Regions from separate parts of the Mus musculus genome. Here regions 2, 3 and 4 are each linked to region 1. The links are chromatin contacts, called in public Micro-C and promoter capture Hi-C maps. All regions are on one chromosome and are shown on one strand. Each heading gives the region's core, a stretch centred on a gene start, on an enhancer-like site or on the middle of the called end of the contact. The rest is flanking DNA. Distances are from core to core; before and after follow the strand shown. Region 1 holds the start of Smarcd3 (SWI/SNF related, matrix associated, actin dependent regulator of chromatin, subfamily d, member 3). Region 2 overlaps Prkag2 (protein kinase, AMP-activated, gamma 2 non-catalytic subunit). Region 3 holds the start of 1500035N22Rik (RIKEN cDNA 1500035N22 gene). Region 4 holds the start of Prkag2 (protein kinase, AMP-activated, gamma 2 non-catalytic subunit).

Region 1 (2,700 bases), core at 173-2,672:
TACAGGCCAAATAGACTGGGAGAGCATTCCTCTGCTCCTTATCCTGACCCATGAAGACATTCTGAAGGGCCAAAGGTTAGGGTCCCTCGGTGCAATGGGTCTTGAGGGCTCAAATTGTATGTGTTCCCACAAGTTCCCTCAGGCATTGTCCCTCTCTCAGCGGCAGCCCCAGCTAGCCCATAAACCTGACCCTTGATTGTCCTGAAACCCGCGGACTCCTCCTTCAGAAGGTGGGGACAGGCGTGGCTTGTGGAATGGGCGGAGCTTGGGCTCAACCTAGGGATCTCAGGATTTGTCCCCTCCTTTCTGTTCTTCCTCCCCTCCAGGGATGGCCAGTTCTATCCACACTGTCCCATTTAGGGTTTCCTCGTCTTCCTACCCCACACTCCTGCTTTCTCTTCGGTTCTGGGGCGGACTTCACCAATCCCGAGCTCTCTGGGTCTCCGCGCCAAAGCCATCAAGCCCTGCTTGCCTCACCCTTTCCTCCTACCCACCCAAGTACCCACCCTGGATCCGCGCCATTCCTCACAATGTACTCCTCCTGTTCTCATGAGTCCAGTCCATGTCCCCTTTTCGGAAATATTTCCCCTATTGCCCTCACTTTCTCGCACAGAGACAAACAAAGACTCACAAGCCCAGAAATAGACTCCAACAGAGCTGAAAGACACAGGCCGTGTCCTGCCCCGCACGCACGCGCGCAGGCTCGGCGGCTCTTGTGAAGGGAAGCACACAGACTGGGCGTTTGTCAGTGCACGCACATAAACATCCACACCCACAGCCTCTGCGCCGTGCCACAAAAGGGTGCAGACACACGGTGTGCGAGACAAGGGCACACACATCTGCGGGCGCCCGGGAGCCCGCCTAGCCCGGCACACCCACCGCGCTGGCCCTGGGACAGGAGCAAGGCCTGCTTCGGGCTCGGGTTCCCCCCCAGATTCCTTCCAGCAAATGTTTCCCTACTTGGCCTGCCTGGTCCCAGGGGAAAGGGCCTCAGAAATGCTGCAGGAGCCACTTGGGGGAAAAAAGTTGGAACTGTCTGTTCCCTGCCTGGCCATGTCGGCGAATTCCCTAACCGAGAAACTATTTGTGGCGAGGGCAGAGTGGCTGGCGAGCCCCTTGTCACCTCCCGTGGTGTTCCCTCCCCGAGCCGCCACCGATGGGCCCCGGGCGGCCTGGGCGCAGCGCAGCTGCCCATCGCGCAGCCTCCGGGCAGATCGGCTCGTCTCGCCGCTTCTGTGCGCCGCTTGGACCACGCGGAGTGCACAGGAGGGCCGCTCCGTCCCCGGCGCGTCGCAGGCAGACCCCGGGCCGCCGGACTATTTCTGTCTTATCAGTGCAGGAATGCGGCAGCCGCGGCGGCGGCGGCGGCGGGCGGGCGGCGGCGGCGGCGTGGGCCGTGGGCCGTCAGGGCAGCCCTGAAGGGGCCCCCTCCCCACTCCGCTCGAGTAGAAGTGTGAGAGAGCCCAGCAGGACTCAGAGGGGAGAGTTGGAGGAAAAAAAAGGCAGAAAAGGGAAAGAAAGAGGAAGAGAGAGAGAGAGTGAGAGGAGCCGCTGAGCCCACCCCGATGGCCGCGGACGAAGTTGCCGGAGGGGCGCGCAAAGCCACGAAAAGCAAACTTTTTGAGTTTCTGGTCCATGGGGTGGTGAGTGGGGGAAAGTTAGCGGGGGAGGGTGAGCGAGCTGGCTCGGGCTGAATGGAGGGATGATCGGGAGGGGCCGCCGGCGCGCTCCGGCTCTCCCACCCCTTTGGTTGAGGGGCGCACGGTCACGGCCCAACCCTGGGACCTTGCGGGCGCCCTGGCATCCGAACACGTCGCCAAGCGGTCGGCTGGGGATGGGCGCGCGGCGGCCGGGAAGAGAGGCGTCGGCTTGGGTTCTTCTCAGGGGCAAGGGGTGGGATGTGGGCACCGTGCCTCCCCCAAGAGGGGGGTCCCCTCTGTAACTGACATGTCTCACATTCTTTTACTGGTGGGCTCAGGTGTTACCCCTGCCCTGGGGGTGGGGGTGGGGTGGTGACTCGAACACACAGCTAGGGCAGGGCTGCCTGTTGTCCCTGTTCATCCTTTGGGACAGGGTCACTCCGACTAGGTCTGAGCAGCTAGGAGCAGGTGACCTAAGAGCAAAAGCTCTCTGCTGAACAACCTCTGCATCCTAGCAGGAGGGCCTTGAGGACTTGGCCCTGCTGTCAGAGCTGAGAAGGGTCTACTTGTGAGACCTCAAGTTAAGCAGTCAGAAGATCTCCTTGGCAGGCTCAGCCACCAGAAGTTGATGACCTTAACACCTCAAAGGTGTGAAGGAGGGGCAGGAGTTGGGGACATGAGGCCTAGAAACCAAAGGGATAGTACTATACCGTTCTAACACACACACACACACACACTCACACACTCACGAAGACATGTGAGGAGTCTGAGGGTACCCAGGAACCTATTGAGGTGGAGAGCCTGCTGTGAGGAGCTCTAAGCCTGGGCATATGGAGGGAAGAGTCAGTCATATTTACTATGGCCAAATTTGGTTGTGACTCCAGGAAGCACCATTTCAGTGAGAGGCAAGGGCCCCCAGAATCTGACCCTTATGAGGCTGTTACTGATGGCAGGCTCCTGGGGGCCCCTAGAAGCCTTCTTCTCAGGGCCTCATTAGACCCAACAGTATCAGTGGCCTTGATGAATAGGAGAGTGGCTGATAGGGAAGAGGGCTTCTCTG
Region 2 (2,700 bases), core at 186-2,685, 410 kb before region 1:
GTACATGTATGTGAGAATGACTTGTGTATGATGTGTTATTGTGACGTGTATGTATCTGTGACACATGTGTGTGCATGTGTACATGTGTGCGTACATGCCTGTGTCTGTGTGTATACACACATATGGAGGCCAGAGGTAAACTTTAGATATCATTCTTCAGTTATTGTCCACCTCATCTTCTGAGATGGGTTCTTTTCATTGGCCTGGAGCTCCCACGTGGTGTTTCTGGTTGGCCATTGAGTCCCAGGGGTTCCCCATCTCCCCCCTCTGAGCTCTGAGATTGCAGTGCACCCTACATGTGGGTATCAAGCTCGAGTTCTCATGCATGCACAGCAAGCACTTCGTCAAGTTGGTTGTCTACTTAGCCCTAAAAAGTTCATCCTGTCATCTGAGATGAGCTGAGATGTCTTGTGCTACATTTAACCACTTGGGGCAGCCACTGCACCATCTAAGTCTTCACCACATTCAAGGAGCGATGCCTTTACTACTGGCCTCCTTTCCACCTTTGTTTTCTGGATCTTTTCTTACATCTAATTTCACTCACACAGTGTGGGGGTGTGTAAAATGAGAGAGCATAGCTGGGGTCCCGTTGTCCTGGGCCTGTCCCATCAGTTGCTTACATTTTTCCTGGCTTTTTGGTACTGTGGCCACTAGGGGGTGCTATAGCCTCACATGCTGAACCTTGAGCAGGCGCTGCTGTGAGAAAAAAGCAGGAACCGTCCCTGCACGTGTCTCGTCCTAGCAGAATCAGGAGGCCAAAAGGAAGGTTCACACCTCTGGCACTGGGCAGGCCACAGCAAACAAGCTGATCCCTGCCATCCTGGAGGCAAGCGGGACATACGTGGCCAAGGCATCACCATGCTGTGTCAAGTGCTGGGAAGAAAATCAGAAGGGTGACGGGGTGCTAGGTGTAGGGGAGTCAGGGGCAGCCTCTCTGATGGGAAGGAGTCAGAGAGGGCTCTGCTGGACAGCCCAAAGATGGCGTGCCAGGCAGGAGAATGCAGGGCATTTTTTTCCAGTCCTGAGGAAAAGAGCTAGCCAGCTAGCTACAGGTGAGGTCAGGAAGGTGGGGCCTCAATGGTGGAGCCCAGGGCTCTTTAAATGAATGGTTGGGAAAGCCAGAGGAAGGGTGTGCCCTTTGCATAAGCTTGTGTGGCTGCTGCTCAGACTACAGCTGGGACTGAGGGCCATCCGAGAGCCACTGAAACAGACCTGACATCAAGCCAATGGGCTCCAGCCTCCCTGGGGACGTCACTTCAGGCTTGTTTTCCTCTAGAAACTCTTGCTTAACTATGCTTGGCTTAAGCCGTCCTCCTGTGTGTGAGCTGAACTCTTACCACAAATCCCTCTGCAGTCTGTTGCCTCCTGACTGGCTTCTCTCGCTCCTCTCTTTGGAAACCACGCGCTGGGCTTGACTCTTCTCTCAGCTCTTCCCGTCTCACCCACTCTACCGCCACCATCCGGCCAGTCCCAGTTAGTGCATGGAGGGCCACCCACAGCAGAGCTCTAGCCTCAGGGCTGACAGTGGAAGGCACTGTAACCTGGAGGCCTGTTGCCTTCTGCGCTCTGTTGGGCTGAGACCAAGAACTCAGCTCCTCTTGTTCCTTTCCCTTCTCCTGCAGATCAGAATCGTCCTGACTGAGGTTTAGACTAAGATAGACTTTACAGCTAGCATGAAAACAAGTAGCAGCTGATGATGCATGGTGTGGCAGTGGCACTGGGACCTGAGATGGAAACATTGGGTCAGCTCCTCCAGCCCCACTGAGCAATACACAGAATCTTGTCTTAATAGCACACTGACGTTGCTGATGGAACTGCTTTGGGGCCTTATCTTTGTCCCACTAGGAAAAAAAAAAGGAATAAAAAAATCTCTGTCCTGGGTTCCACCTCTTCTGATTACACAAAGGCTGTTCCAGCCCTCAGATTAACACAGCCCTCAGCAAGACAGGTGGAAATCAAAAGATGGAGAACACACCCTGGCCCCTGGGCTATTTGCATCTGTGGGATACTTGAAAACCTGCGAACAAGTCATGCAAATGAAGCCAGCGGCTTCCCTGCTGCTCGTTTGAATTCTTAACTGCTGTTTGCAGTAAGAGATACATTGGAGAGCTTGGGGGGTGATTCAGTTCTGTGTGCTGGGAGTCTGAGTTCAAGTCCCAGAACCAAGGTAAAAAAAATCTAGGTGAGTGTGGTAGCAGCCTGGGAGGAGAGGAGGCTGGGAGGAGACCAGAGGACCTCTAGGACTTGCTGGCCAGCCAACCTCAACTAATTTAGTGAGAGACTGTCTCAAAAAGCAAGGTGGATGGAGCCTGAAGGACGGCTGAGATGATGGCCTCCAGATACCACAGTTACACCCCTGTACACACATTCCCTTCCCCATCCCTGCCCCTGCCCCCCTCTGCCTTGTGAACACACACACACACACACACACACACACACACACACACACGATGTTGTCATCCAGCATAGAACCCCCTTCTCATGACACGGGATTTCCTCTGGAATCTCTTCGTTGTCTCTGATTTTAGCATGCTTTATCAGATAAGACCGCTGATTTTTATGATCTGGGTGGAGAGAGTGATTGCAGTCTGGAAAATACAACCCCAGATGGTCAGAGACGTAGAGATGAGTTTGAAAGGCCTGCCAGTTGAGTCTGGCTAGGGTGTGGAGAGTGGGACTGGCAAGATGCACTCTGGCCAG
Region 3 (2,700 bases), core at 101-2,600, 380 kb before region 1:
GACAGATGGTGACATTTAGAGAAAGAGAAGCAGCTTCATCCTGGGGAGCTACCCACAGCCTGGGCTGTGTGAGGGCCTGAGGAATCTAGCCTTGGGGGCCTCAGACCCCTTCCTCTGCAGTCTCCCTCCCTGAAGCAGGGTCCACTCCCCTCCAATGGGCTTTCTAGGAAGGAGCCTCCCTGTGCCGTGGGGACGAAAACTCTTGGAAGTTAAAGAAAGGTAAAGACAACAGGGGAGCGATGGGTGTTGCTGCTAATACTGAGGGTCATTTTAGATCTTTTGTTTAGTTTTTGTGATGCTGGGGATAGAGCCAGTCCCCGAGACCCCTGAGGCCCATGGAAACATCCACAGAAGCCAGTCTTTGTCTGCCCCACCTGCGTTACCTTTCTTCTCCCTGGAAACAAGAGCCAAGCTTCTGCCTGATCTCTCCTTTCTCCTCTGCCTCCTGAGCAGCCTGGCATTCCTTGTCATGCCGCTCCCCCCCCCATGGCTGTGACACACCCCCTCCTCTGGGGGACTGTAATACACTGTCTTTCCAGAGGAAGCTCATCCCCTGACCTCACTACCCCGAGTCATTAGAAAACTACATTTTAAAACACATTTCCCACTGCCTGTAAACCTAGACATTAATTGTCCTGGCTTCTTTTTTTTTTTTTTTTTTACACTTTGAGTGCAGCGTTGTCTCAGGGAGCTCGGCAGGCCACAGTCTACATAGGACACAGATCATACACCCAGCCTTTGAGGATGGCACGCTCAGTCTCCAGGTTCCTTCTCATCTGCTGGGCTCAGTCTGGGGCCCCTGGTGGTAGGTGCACACAGAGGCAGCCTTAAAAGGTAGGCAGCCTAGGGTGGGGATGTAGATCAGTAGGTAGATAAAAAGTGTGCACAAAGACTTGGATTCCATTCCCAGCACTATATAATTATGATTGCTCATGCCTGTAATCCCAGCACTCGAGAGACAAAATAGCGAGATCAAGACTTCAAGGTATCCTTGGCTACAGAGTGAGTTTGAGCCTACAGGAGACCCTGACTCAACAAACCAACACTGACAGCCCATTCCAATCCCCTGCCTGCTACCCTGGGCCCAGGCAGTGCATGCCAGCCTGCCTCTGCCTATTGTCTAAGAGCTGCACAAATGTAGGACTCTCTCCTCACCTGTGATTGAGCTTGGCACCCATTCCCAGTCAGCTCTTCTCACGGTTCCTAGTTTGTATAGTCTCTGCTTCCTAGCACACTCAGCCTCAGCCTGCCCATGGCACTGCACGCCATGAGGACAGGAGCCAGGAACCCCCAAGAACAGGGCCGCTCCATCCTCCAGGGCTGCATTTCTGTCAGGATTTCTCTGTGACTGGGAACCGGAGCGGCACTGGGTTTGTAGCCACTTGCCGTTGCTATAGCAACCCCTGACTTACACCAGCTACACACTAAAAATAGATCATCTTGCCCCTAATATAGAAAAATGAAGGAAAATGAGAGCAGGCAGGACCCTTCCCATCCAGTTATGCGCTGATGCAGCGGCTGGGTCTCTGTATGCGCGCACCCACTCAAGAGTAGAAAGAACAGGATGGAGGGGACACACTAGAGTGTCCTCAGAACTGCTGTGGCCTGGCTCTTCCCCATGTAGAGGCCTCAGCTGTCCTTTGTTCTGAACTAAAGCATTCAATAGTAAAGCACAGTTTACCCAAGGCGGGTTGTATGTTCCAGACAGCCTCTTCATGTACCCCAGGCTAGCCCTACCCTCACATCCATCTCCTGAGTTCTAGTCTTGCTGACGGGCACCCTCCACCTGGCCTGTTCAGCTTTTCAGTCTTACTTCTTCTGTGGGTTGTGTTTTTTGGAAGGTAGGGCTGCTGTCGTTTGCAGAACAGACAGCGTGAGAGCTCCTAGCGACAGCATCTGAAGTACTGAATTGCTTGGGAACGCTGTGACACAAGTGTTCCCCAGGAGTGAGCCTGGGGAAGGAGAACCTTCAGGTACTTGAAGGACCACCCATCCTCCTGGGGAGGAAGTACTGTGGGAAGACAGACCTCACCACTCTAGGACCAGCTCCTCCCTGGGATAGCAATGGCTCTCGATGCATTCGATCACGTTGTCCGAATCATGAAAGTTCAAAAACATTTCAAAATGCTTGAAGATTGTTCTGGAAGGGGTTGTGCAGGAAAGAATTGGGACCTGTCCCTACGGAGTCCGAATTGTGGCTGTCTGCCTGTCGTATCTGAGACTTGTTGATGGCATTTCCTGTGGTGGAATGAGTCTGTGTCCCCCTGAACAGCTGTCTGCACACAGTGGGTGCACTGTAGCCTTCCTTGTTCTTGGGAGCTGTTTTGTTTGTTTGTTTGTTTGTTTGTTTGTTTTTAAGGTGATGGGAGATGTGTGTGGGGCTTCTCAGAGCCCCTGGCTCTGCCATGGGGCTGAAGTGGTAGTGGACATTTGTGAATATGTAGAGCTATGCTTGGAATGTGGTGACTTGCATGTTAAGACGAGGACCTCTGCCCATAAGCCAGGGACAGCCAGGAGGGGCTGGGGGGCTTGGATTTGGGCCTTTGTGGGAAAGCCCACTGCCAGGAACCAGTGGGGAGACACCCTCCGCTTCTCCCATCCCCCATCTCTTCCTCCTCCTCCTCCTCTTCCTCTCTCCTTTCTCTCCTTCCTCCTCCTCTTCCTTTTCCTTCCTCTCTGTATCCCCCACCTTTATCCTCT
Region 4 (2,700 bases), core at 116-2,615, 500 kb before region 1:
GAAGCTGCTTAGGGATACTGGTTGGGGGCTCTGGGGAGGAGGTGTACTTCATTCTTGTTTTGAAAGTGTGGTAGCAGGATGTATACAAACTTACCTGATGAACCAAGGATCGCCCCCTTCCCCCCAGCTGTAGGGTTTTACCTAATTTGCAGGAACTTGGCTGGTACCGTGGAAATCCAGGGGATTGCTGGACCCAGCAATGGGTTTCTCATGGGACAGACAGGTCCTTTACTAAATCATGGTCTTAAAGTGGTAACCACATCCTCTACGGTGGGAGAGCAGGAAGAGGAGTAAAGGCCATCTCCTTACCCGTGTCATGTCTTCGTCAAAGGAACCCCTATCACGTTTATGCTATAGGTACTGTCCGTGTATTACTGTTTACAGGGAGCAGGTGGGCTGATGTTAGCTTCAAAGAGCTGGAGTGATCACTGGGGTCAGCCGGTATTCAATTCTGAGCAGGAGAGGAAGCACGCCCCTCACTCAGACCAGAAGCCAAGGTCCTGCTGCCTGGGAGGAACACCAGGGCCCTGAGCAGCCCGCAGTACCAGATCTGCAGCCAGTGGCTCTGAAGATCCGGGAGCACGTGGCGTGTTCGCCCTGGTTTCAGGCTCCGACGCACCCATTTCCTCTCGTGGTTTTAGGACTTCAGCATTTACTGAGACCAGAGCGCCTTTGCCAAAGATCAAGGTTTGTTGCGCAATCTTTGATGAATCTGAAAAGAACCAAGTTGTGGAGAAAAGCCTGCACTCACCACGCCACAGGCCGCTCTGGACAGGATGGGGTTCCCTACGCCGCAGGGGGGCGGCGTTGCGAGAAGCGAGTGCGGTCACCCGAACCACTTTGACCCGGGGCTTCAATCGTGGCGTGGTCGGGCTGCGGGTGTGTGTTTCCGGGGGCTGGACCTAAACAGAGACACAGCAAAACCAGATGGATCAGAATCAGCTCCTGGCGAGTCCGGAGCTGGCCTACCTTGAGACAGAGAGTGCACGGCGACCACCCGGGGGCAGCGTGGGCCGCGTGGAGTGGGACAGTGGCGCCGCACGCCGCGCACTTCCTGTTCAACGCGCGCGCCGCCTGCCACCGCCCAGCGCTCCCAGAGCCTACGTTGGTGCCAGACCCGGCCCCCACAGTTCCCCGGGTCCCGGGGGCCGCGGCTCAGAGGCCGCCCGGGGCGGGCGCCCTGCCCTATTCTCCCCTAGGGGCTGGGGCGCGCCCTTCGGCCCGCAGAACCCAGCCAGCCGCCGCCACAGTTTATTCCTGCGGCCACGCGCCAGCCCAATTGCGACGAGTCTTCGCCTTTGCACCTCCTCTTCCCCCTCTGCCCTCCCTCTCGCCCAAAGAGGAGGCCCTCCGGGTCCCAGGCTCCCTGTCGCTTTATTGTGCGGCCCAGGGTTATGCATTTCTCTACCAAGTGTCTCTGGCCACCGTTTCCATCGAGGCACAGACACGAGAAGGCTGTTTTCCAAATTGCTGTTGTTAATTGCACCTGCCTGGCCGACTACCTCTGGGAATTTGTGGGAGGAGCCGAGAGGTGGAAAATGTTGCTTCGCTTTGCAGAAGGAGGAAAACTTTATCACCCAGCACAAGACTTCTGCCACGCGTAACCAAAAGTAGCACGGGCCGAGACTCTGCACCCAATGATTCCGTAGGAGAAAGAGGACGCTCCAACCCGGCATTCCGCGGACTGCCAGCCCCTCGGGTGGAGCCCCGCGTGTTACCTGCGCCACCCGCCCTCCCCGCGGAAGTCCCCACGAGGTGTTTTCAGGGTGGGAGGACAGTCATAAAAAGCGCGTGGCTCCAGTGTAACGGCAGCAGTCCTGGGAGGCAGCGAGGGGACCGAACCCCGGGGACGAGGCACCGGAATTAACTTCTAGCTAAAGTTATGGGAAGCGCAGCCATGGACACCAAGAAGAAGAAAGAGGTTTCCAGCCCGGGCGGGAGCAGTGGCAAAAAGAACCCTAGCCTGAAGAGGCGGTCACTGCGAGTGCACATTCCGGTGAGTCCCATCCCTGGAGCTCCAGACTCCCGCGGCGCCTAGGCGGTTAACAAGGGACACTCTGCGCGCGCCGTCCTGTCCCTCCTGTCCCTTCGGGAGGCTGGGGAGGGGGAGGGGCAGGGCCCAAGCTGGGCCGCAGAGCCCGAGATTGGATCTTGGTCCGTACTATAGTGGAGCTATGGGATTGTCTAGGACAGAGGCAAGGGTGTCTGCTGGGAAGCGAGTACGAGAAGCGCGCTCCCGGGTGCGCAAAGCCTGGTGGCGGACTGGGCGTAGCCCTGGATCGGGCCGGTGCGGGTGCTGGGGAGGGGGGTGGTGAGTTGTGTTGTTTTGTTGAAAAGGACCTCTTGTGAAGTGCGGGGAAGCGTGAGTTGAGGAGCCGCCGCCGCCACCGGGGACTGAGGAAAGGAGTGGTGGGTGGGAATATCGCGGGGTGCCACGGTGAGGCAGCACCCCCAAATAGCTCTCCCTCCACACCAATTTCAGGATGCATGTGAGTCGCGGCTGGAGCCCTTTGCAGTGATTCCCGTGGTTTGACTCCAGGAATATTTTGTGCCTCGTGGAATTTGGGGGCTTGAGGTTTTCTCGGCTTACTATACAGGGCTATTGCTAACTTCAGCCCAGAATACCCTGCCACCTTGGTTGGACTCTGGTGACATTGACTTAAACAGCCGGAGGGAGCAGCATGCAGAATAGCTTGCTCA

Evidence for each region. Promoter capture Hi-C pulls out the DNA fragments that hold promoters and counts their contacts. A called contact is a pair of places that touch in the nucleus more often than the background predicts. Capture Hi-C pulls out chosen DNA fragments and counts their contacts.
Region 2: a Micro-C map of embryonic stem cells shows a contact between it and region 1, with 2.4 times the contacts expected there. The contact joins the enhancer-like site here to the promoter of Smarcd3 in region 1. A contact is called at or near these places in 5 of 39 promoter capture datasets (the 3T3-L1 cell line, cranial neural crest, pre-B cells and 2 more), 2 of 15 datasets of contacts at CTCF or cohesin (the NIH/3T3 cell line and embryonic stem cells), 5 of 484 Hi-C or Micro-C datasets (LSK cells and embryonic stem cells), 4 of 115 datasets of contacts at active chromatin or transcription factors (embryonic stem cells, extraembryonic endoderm stem cells and pancreatic cancer cells) and 1 of 9 other capture datasets (liver).
Region 3: a promoter capture Hi-C map of embryonic stem cells shows a contact between it and region 1, with 6 read pairs. The contact joins the promoter of 1500035N22Rik here to the promoter of Smarcd3 in region 1. A contact is called at or near these places in 3 of 39 promoter capture datasets (embryonic stem cells and pre-B cells), 1 of 484 Hi-C or Micro-C datasets (embryonic stem cells) and 1 of 115 datasets of contacts at active chromatin or transcription factors (bone marrow-derived macrophages).
Region 4: a contact with region 1 is called in a promoter capture Hi-C map of liver. The contact joins the promoter of Prkag2 here to the promoter of Smarcd3 in region 1. A contact is called at or near these places in 2 of 39 promoter capture datasets (hippocampal neurons and liver), 1 of 484 Hi-C or Micro-C datasets (embryonic stem cells), 1 of 115 datasets of contacts at active chromatin or transcription factors (embryonic stem cells) and 1 of 9 other capture datasets (liver).

What each region holds. Positions count from the first base shown.
Region 1 is chr5:24,600,724-24,603,423 of GRCm38.p6, reverse strand. It overlaps Smarcd3 (SWI/SNF related, matrix associated, actin dependent regulator of chromatin, subfamily d, member 3), which reads left to right and starts at 1,422. Exons shown (of 13, transcript NM_025891.3): 1 at 1,422-1,643. The coding sequence starts at 1,566.
Region 2 is chr5:25,009,291-25,011,990 of GRCm38.p6, reverse strand. The region is part of intron 3 of Prkag2 (protein kinase, AMP-activated, gamma 2 non-catalytic subunit); the gene reads left to right. Among named protein-coding and RNA genes, the nearest start is that of 1500035N22Rik, 25 kb to the right of the region's middle. Within about 2 kb of position 1,435, at least 106 of the 459 cell types and tissues checked have an H3K27ac peak or open chromatin away from gene starts, as enhancers often do. A contact at or near this core is called in embryonic stem cells, where this site is marked.
Region 3 is chr5:24,984,492-24,987,191 of GRCm38.p6, reverse strand. It overlaps 1500035N22Rik (RIKEN cDNA 1500035N22 gene), which reads right to left and starts at 1,350. Exons shown (of 2, transcript NR_166410.1): 1 at 1,156-1,350. All of the region lies in intron 3 of Prkag2 (protein kinase, AMP-activated, gamma 2 non-catalytic subunit), which reads left to right.
Region 4 is chr5:25,099,307-25,102,006 of GRCm38.p6, reverse strand. Prkag2 (protein kinase, AMP-activated, gamma 2 non-catalytic subunit) reads left to right here and starts at 1,365. Exons shown (of 16, transcript NM_145401.2): 1 at 1,365-1,996. The coding sequence starts at 1,883. It overlaps Gm42232 (a long non-coding RNA gene), which reads left to right and starts at 2,004. Exons shown (of 2, transcript XR_880887.2): 1 at 2,004-2,154. It overlaps 2900005J15Rik (RIKEN cDNA 2900005J15 gene), which reads right to left and starts at 1,032. Exons shown (of 1, transcript NR_027851.1): 1 at 1-1,032.